Linked DNA regions of Mus musculus: region 1 is linked to region 2. A link is a contact called in public promoter capture Hi-C data. All regions are on one chromosome and are shown on one strand. Each heading gives the region's core, a stretch centred on a gene start, on an enhancer-like site or on the middle of the called end of the contact. The rest is flanking DNA. Distances are from core to core; before and after follow the strand shown.

Evidence for each region. Promoter capture Hi-C pulls out the DNA fragments that hold promoters and counts their contacts.
Region 1: a promoter capture Hi-C map of liver shows a contact between it and region 2, with 5 times the contacts expected there. The contact joins the promoter of Inppl1 here to the promoter of Neu3 in region 2. A contact is called at or near these places in 3 of 39 promoter capture datasets (liver and pre-B cells) and 1 of 9 other capture datasets (liver).

The regions. Positions count from the first base shown.
Region 1 is chr7:101,836,090-101,839,266 of GRCm38.p6, reverse strand. Inppl1 (inositol polyphosphate phosphatase-like 1) reads left to right here and starts at 1,443. Exons shown (of 29, transcript NM_001122739.1): 1 at 1,443-1,546; 2 at 2,316-2,696. The coding sequence starts at 2,515. Gm10602 (a long non-coding RNA gene) reads right to left here and starts at 3,009. Exons shown (of 2, transcript XR_003946663.1): 1 at 1,850-3,009; 2 at 1-465.
Region 2 is chr7:99,826,904-99,829,824 of GRCm38.p6, reverse strand. Neu3 (neuraminidase 3) reads left to right here and starts at 1,408. Exons shown (of 3, transcript NM_016720.2): 1 at 1,408-1,667.

The sequences.
Region 1 (3,177 bases), core at 194-2,693, 2.0 Mb before region 2:
CAGTGCTGTATCCTACTGATGAAGCCAAAGAAACTATTAGTGGCTTCCCAGAGGCAGAAGCACCCTCTAGCCTTCGGCTAAATTGTATTTGTGTTTATTCTGAGTGTGTGCCTAGGTGTGTGGGCTGCATGGATGACTTGGCACAGGTGTGGAAGTCAGAGGACAACATGCAGGAGCTCTCTCCTTCCACCACATGGGTCCCTGGGGTTCAACTCAAAGTCTTCAAACTTGGCAAAAGCGCCTTTACCTGTTAAGCCATCTCACCCCAATGACACAGTCTTTAGCATCGCCGTCCTCTCAGGAAGCTGTAAATATATTGATTTTGGAGGGTCGTGACAGCTTTTCTCCAACTCGTTCTCCTTTCTTTCTTTGAGGCCACATCTCTTATGTAGTCTTGGATGGGCTGGAAGTCTAGACCAAGGAAGCTGGCTTACAACTAGGTAGAGTTCCATTTGCTTCTGCCTCCTGTGGGTCGGGAATACAGGCATAGGAAAGTAAGACCCCACTGCACACCCCCGGGATCTGGGGTGGGCGTCCTCCATTCCCGGCGGGAGGAGCTGGGTACAGATTGGAGGATGTTACTTTATTTAAGCCCTGGCAGGACCAGGAGAAACAGGTAGGTGGGTGGAGGATCTCTGTTTTTGTATTTATCTGTTCTGGAAGGTCCCTACAGACCCGTCACGTCCCAGGCTTTGTTCTAGATGGGTTAAGCCAATGCAAATTGGCTTATCCTCTAAACAGAGGGAAACTCCTCAGGGTTGACCCCAGGCTCGGTCAACAGGTTCAATTTACCAGAGCGAAAGTTCTCTCCCAGGTTAAAGGGATGCTCCTGACAGACTCTAGGAGTTGGTGGTTGTAGGCAAGCGGCTAGAGGCCTGCGCCTTTAAGGAGCCAGGGGGCAGAGGGGCGGGGCAGGAAGAGAAATCCTTGGAGACGCCACCACCATCCAGGTCTTTTTTTAGGGGGGAAATAGGGCGGGCCAAAGCCCTGTTTGGGTTCCGCCCCGTCTTCTCCCGCCGGGTCCCCTTTTCCGCCCCAGGGGTCGGTGGATGGGAGGTCTTAGCAGCCAGAGTCTTAGGAGCTCCCTGCTCGCACCTGGCCCACGGAAGCGCAAGTTTGTTGATTTGGAGGGAGTAGCCGGAGCGGGGGCGGTGCTAATAATACCCGTTCAGTCCCCAGTCGCGCTTTACAGTTTACACAGCTGTCACCTTCGTTACTCCTTAATTAATAATAAAAATAGCCGCCGTCCCGGAGCGCACGCTGCATGCCAGGCCCTGAGCTTTACAGGCAGAGCCCCAATGAGCCCGCCCTCGTAACGTTACCCCAGTTATCGAAAGCGAGAAGCTCGGGCGCACTGAAGAGCCAAGGCTGTCCCGAGGTCACTCTGCGGGCGTGCGGCGGAGACCGGGACGCGGGCGGACGAGGCGGGGCGCGGGCGGGGCGGAAGGCGCGGGGTGCGCGGTGGCGGCGGATGGCCATCTTAAGTGGCCGCGGGGAGTCCAGGGAGGCTTCCCCGGGCTAGGAGTCAACCCGAGTCGCCCTAGAGGTGGGGCCTGCGTTCGGTAGTTGAGGCTCTGAGACTTGAGGGAACTTTTTTTCTAGGTAGTCGAGGGGGTCCTCCTGGTCTGGGACTGCAAAACCTGGGCCTGCGGGTGTGGGGCGTGGTGCCAGGCAATTTGGTGGAGATGGGGGAAGGGTTTTGCCAGGCTGGAGGGCCTGCGGGGACCGGTGCGTGAAAGGCACCTCGAGCGCGCGCGTATGTGTGGGGTGGGGTATCGGATCTCTTTGGGATCTTGTGGGATGTGTCAGGAATCGTTTTGGGGGGTTCAGGTCTGAAGGGGCCTCTGACCTTATAGGAGTTACGAGAACTTGTTCTCTTGGATGTTGTAGTAGTTGTGGATGTCTATCCTGGAGCCTTGCTTTCCGAACCTTGATCCCGCAAGGCTGTGGGGGTGCCGAGTAGAAGAGATGTGTGTAGTAGAATCAGATTTGCATAGGGATTAGGGGTCATCTCATTGCGAATCGTTGGAAGGATTGAATTCACCAGCGAGAACTTGGACTCACAAGTTGTCCCGGAGCGGGTACCGGGGAACTGGATCTTCTTGAGGTGGGGGGACAAAATAATTGTGGGACTTGGGAGGTGCTGGTCTTGCGGGTCCTGTAGGGCTGTCGGAGCATCGTCCTTGCCGAGAGAGGCTGGGGGCAGGGGCGGCCCGGGCTCTGGGCCGAGTGGAGGGGGAGGGGACCGGCCAGCTCCTAGCTCCGTTCCCGCCCCTCCCCCGCCGCCTCTGAACAAACTTTTCTTTCTCTTCAAGTTGAGGCCGGCGCTGCGGGCGGCGGCGGCTGCGCGGAGATCCAGGCGGTTGGCGCGGCCAAGCGTGGAACCCACATACTGGGTTCTCTCGGGCTGGTGGATCCTTAGTCCCGGGACCCGGGCCCAACCTCGACTTCAAGCTTCCCCGGGCGGATGGCGCGGAGCGGCAGGCATCGGCGGCGCTGAGCCCTGCGTGGGCCATGGCCTCAGTGTGTGGGACACCGAGTCCCGGGGGTGCGCTAGGCAGCCCGGCCCCAGCCTGGTATCACCGTGACCTGAGCCGCGCTGCTGCGGAGGAGCTCCTGGCTCGGGCGGGCCGCGATGGCAGCTTCCTGGTGCGAGATAGCGAGAGCGTGGCGGGGGCCTTCGCACTCTGCGTCCTGTGAGTAGGGCGGGCACACGCCGAGTGTTCCTTGGTTGTGGTGGCAATCGTGGTAGTGGGGTGACTGTAGCTGGTGGGGCTGCAGCCCTGTCTCCAGGGGAGACCTTGACTTTATCGCTGGGTGGAGGAAGGATACAGGGGAGCACTTCCTGCTGTGCCTGGAGCACTTTCTGAGGCCCGAGGCCAGAGTTCTGAAGCTCAGGGTGGGTGTGATGGCAAGAAACAGTGGCAGACGGCGGTAGACCAGCTTAGACTTTCTCCCAGATGTACAGGGAAAGGATGCATGCTCCACATGAGTGCAGTTCGTTTTAAAGCACTGCAGTAGGGGGCAGAGAGACCAGTGTTTGGACGCCTGGGCAATTCTGCGACTATATATGATTGTAGGGTGGAGTTGAATAGTGTGTGTTGGGAGGAAGACTTGGGGGAGGCAACAGGGTGAAGCTGTGTGGGACAGAACCTTCATTTTTTTTTCCTTTCTTTT
Region 2 (2,921 bases), core at 159-2,658:
GAGCGTTCACTGCCGTACCCATGGTATTTGCTCAGGCTCAGGGATTCAAACTCAGTAGGAGTCAATGTTTTTCCATCCTTTAAGTTAATATTCCATCTTTCCCTTCATCTTTTGACAAATTCCTTTATGTTTTACTTGGTTCCAACAAAAAAAATGAGTTTCAATTGTTTCTCTCCATGTGAGTTCTACTTCTGAGTATCAAGTTCACTTCAAAGAAAGAAGACCCCATATTCTTACACTGGAACTAGAGGAGGCAGCCATTTGGGAGAGAAACTCCTAACATGACTGGGATGAAATAAAAGGAAGTCACTTTGCTCCTTGGTGGACAGGGCCCTGCCCCCTGGCATCCTCACAGGCAGAGGAGGAATGGGGTCCGGCCGAATCGGCCCTGCTGTGCTGCTTTCTATCTTACTGTGGTTAGACCCACACTTGGGGGTGTGATTTCTTATATTATAAGGTGAAGGGTGCTATCATACATCTTACTATTATAAGTCAAATACAAGTCACTCCCCACAGGGTAATGCCACTATGCTAAATGTCCTAGTTCATTATGTTAACCTGGTACATAAGGAACCACTGTGAATTTTGATACCAATGTACTCCACATCTTGGTTTTTATGTTTGTTTGTTTGGGTTTTTGTTTTGGTCGTGACTTTTTCATTTTCTTTTTAGTCTCCTCTGGTAGCCTTGTTGACCTGATGGGTTTTGTTTGTTTGTTTGTTTCGGTTTGTTTTTTTGTTTGTTTGTTTGTTTGTGTTGTTGTTGTTTTTTTTTAACAGTCATTTTTAGCTTTCTTTGTCCCCACCCCTGGCTGATCTCTTAGATGCTGCAGTGTGTCAAGAGGGGCCTTTTCCTCTTTTGATTTTGGTAGGTGGGGAAGAATGGGATGGTCCTTGCGTGTGATTGTGAAACAAGAGAATGGATTCAGTACTTGGTGACAGATACATGTATGTAAATGTGTGTAGACAATATACAATAAGTTATCGAAGGTACAGGAGAGTGAACCTAGGACGTTGCACCTGCTAGGCGAGTGCTCTGCCACCTAACTGGTTTCTCGGCTCTGTTTATACTTTTTTTTAAAAATCTTGCGAGAAGGGCAATTGTTCAGGGTGGCCTTAAACTCATTTTGTAGTCCAGACAGATGAAATTTAACAGTCTCTACCACACTAGCAAAGTCCACAGCCCCGCACCACCAGGCCCTGATAAATATATACATTTTGGAACCTTTTGCAAGGAGAATGTCCAGTGCTTTGTGTGAAAACACCCCCTTCCACCTTTTATCTTTTTAGGAGTCCCCTCTGAGCCTCGGAACCTTTGTTCGACAATTAGACTGTCTAGGGAAGTTTTAGGCGGTGATACCTTCCACAGACCAATCGTTAAGGGCGTGGAGAAGCAAGCAGGGCGGGCACTGCGCGGTGAAGGGGCGTGGCCTGGCCGGGGAGGTTGACACCCAGACGCTGCTCTCAGTCCTCTGGCGCCTGCTCCCCAGCGCATTCCTTCTGCTCCTGGGATATTTGTCTCATTACTGCCAGTTCTTGCGCAGCGGTCACTGGGTTCGTTTCAGCGTCTGTGGTTTCTGTCGCTGTTATCCAGTCTCCATCGCCCCAGCTCAGCTTCAGGCCTTCTTCCGAGACTCCACGGGAGAGCCCAGAGAGCCTCCGGAGCCGGTGAGCTGGGGTGAGAGTCACCCGGAATTCGGCCGGGGACTGTGGGGACCTGCATCAGGAAGGAAGACTGAGTCAGCCAGAATCAGCTAGGACCATTCTACTTTTGCTTTCTTCCATCTAAAGCCAAACTTCAGCTGTAGTTTAGAACTGTGGGAACAAACCGAGACTGTGAAGTCTTCTTACTATAGAGGAGTTGTGGGCGACCAAAAAGGTTCCAAGGTGGAATGTTTTTGATACTAGATTTGCAACTGAGTGGTCTCCCCTAAGTTTTCCTCTTCAAACAAGGCTGACTTCAGAAGTCGTGCTAAACTGTACTCTCCCCAAGAAAGAGAATAGAGAGGACTTGGTTGGAAGGTGAGAGAGTATGGAACAGTAATTAATAATCAGAATTATCTGCTAAAGCAAACAACTCCAAAGCAGACCTGTACTAGATTCTTCTCAGCCCCTAGTTCTGAGCACATAGTTTGGGTGAATCCTTTAGGTGTGACCAGGCCACTGTGTTACCACTGTCATCATTATTATTAGAATAATCATAGTGAAAATTAATGACAATTTAATTGTTGAGGTGATGGCAGAACCAAAACTGAATTGTAAAAAGGTCAGCATTCACAATAATTAAAGACATCAATTTGTATAGTGCCTTAACGTTTATAAAGCATTTTTGAATGGTCCTGATAAGTACACATTACTAACCTTTAACAAATGAGAGCCAGTCATGGGGCCTGGCTCCTGTTAATCCAAGCACTCAGGAGGCTGGGGCATGAGAATCACAAGTTCAAGACCAGCCCAGGTGCTAAGAGGAGGTTGTAATTGATAGAATAATGCAGTGCTTAATGATGGGGCTTGGTACTGAGAACACAACAATGATGTGGTTTCATTGTGAGAACTTCATCAGTGTGTATGCACATCGTATGGCTCAGCTAGGCTGTATGGAGAATATATATATATATATATATATATATATATATATATATATATATATTCCATATATATGCCTATTGCGGCTGGAGCCATGATGAGTGAAACATGAAATGAAGTCAAACACAAGAAAAAATGGTGTCAAGAGATTCTGAAAGCATGGATTGTGTGAGGCTGCTGCCAGCTAAGGTAATATGCTGTTTCACTGTAAATGTTTGTAAGTTTGTATTCCAAGATAATAACAAAGTGTAGTCTAATGAATGATTGCAAGCCAGTAAAGTAGCTTTTTGTCATTTCAAGTTGTATGAGCTGTACATAGATATTTGTATATGACTG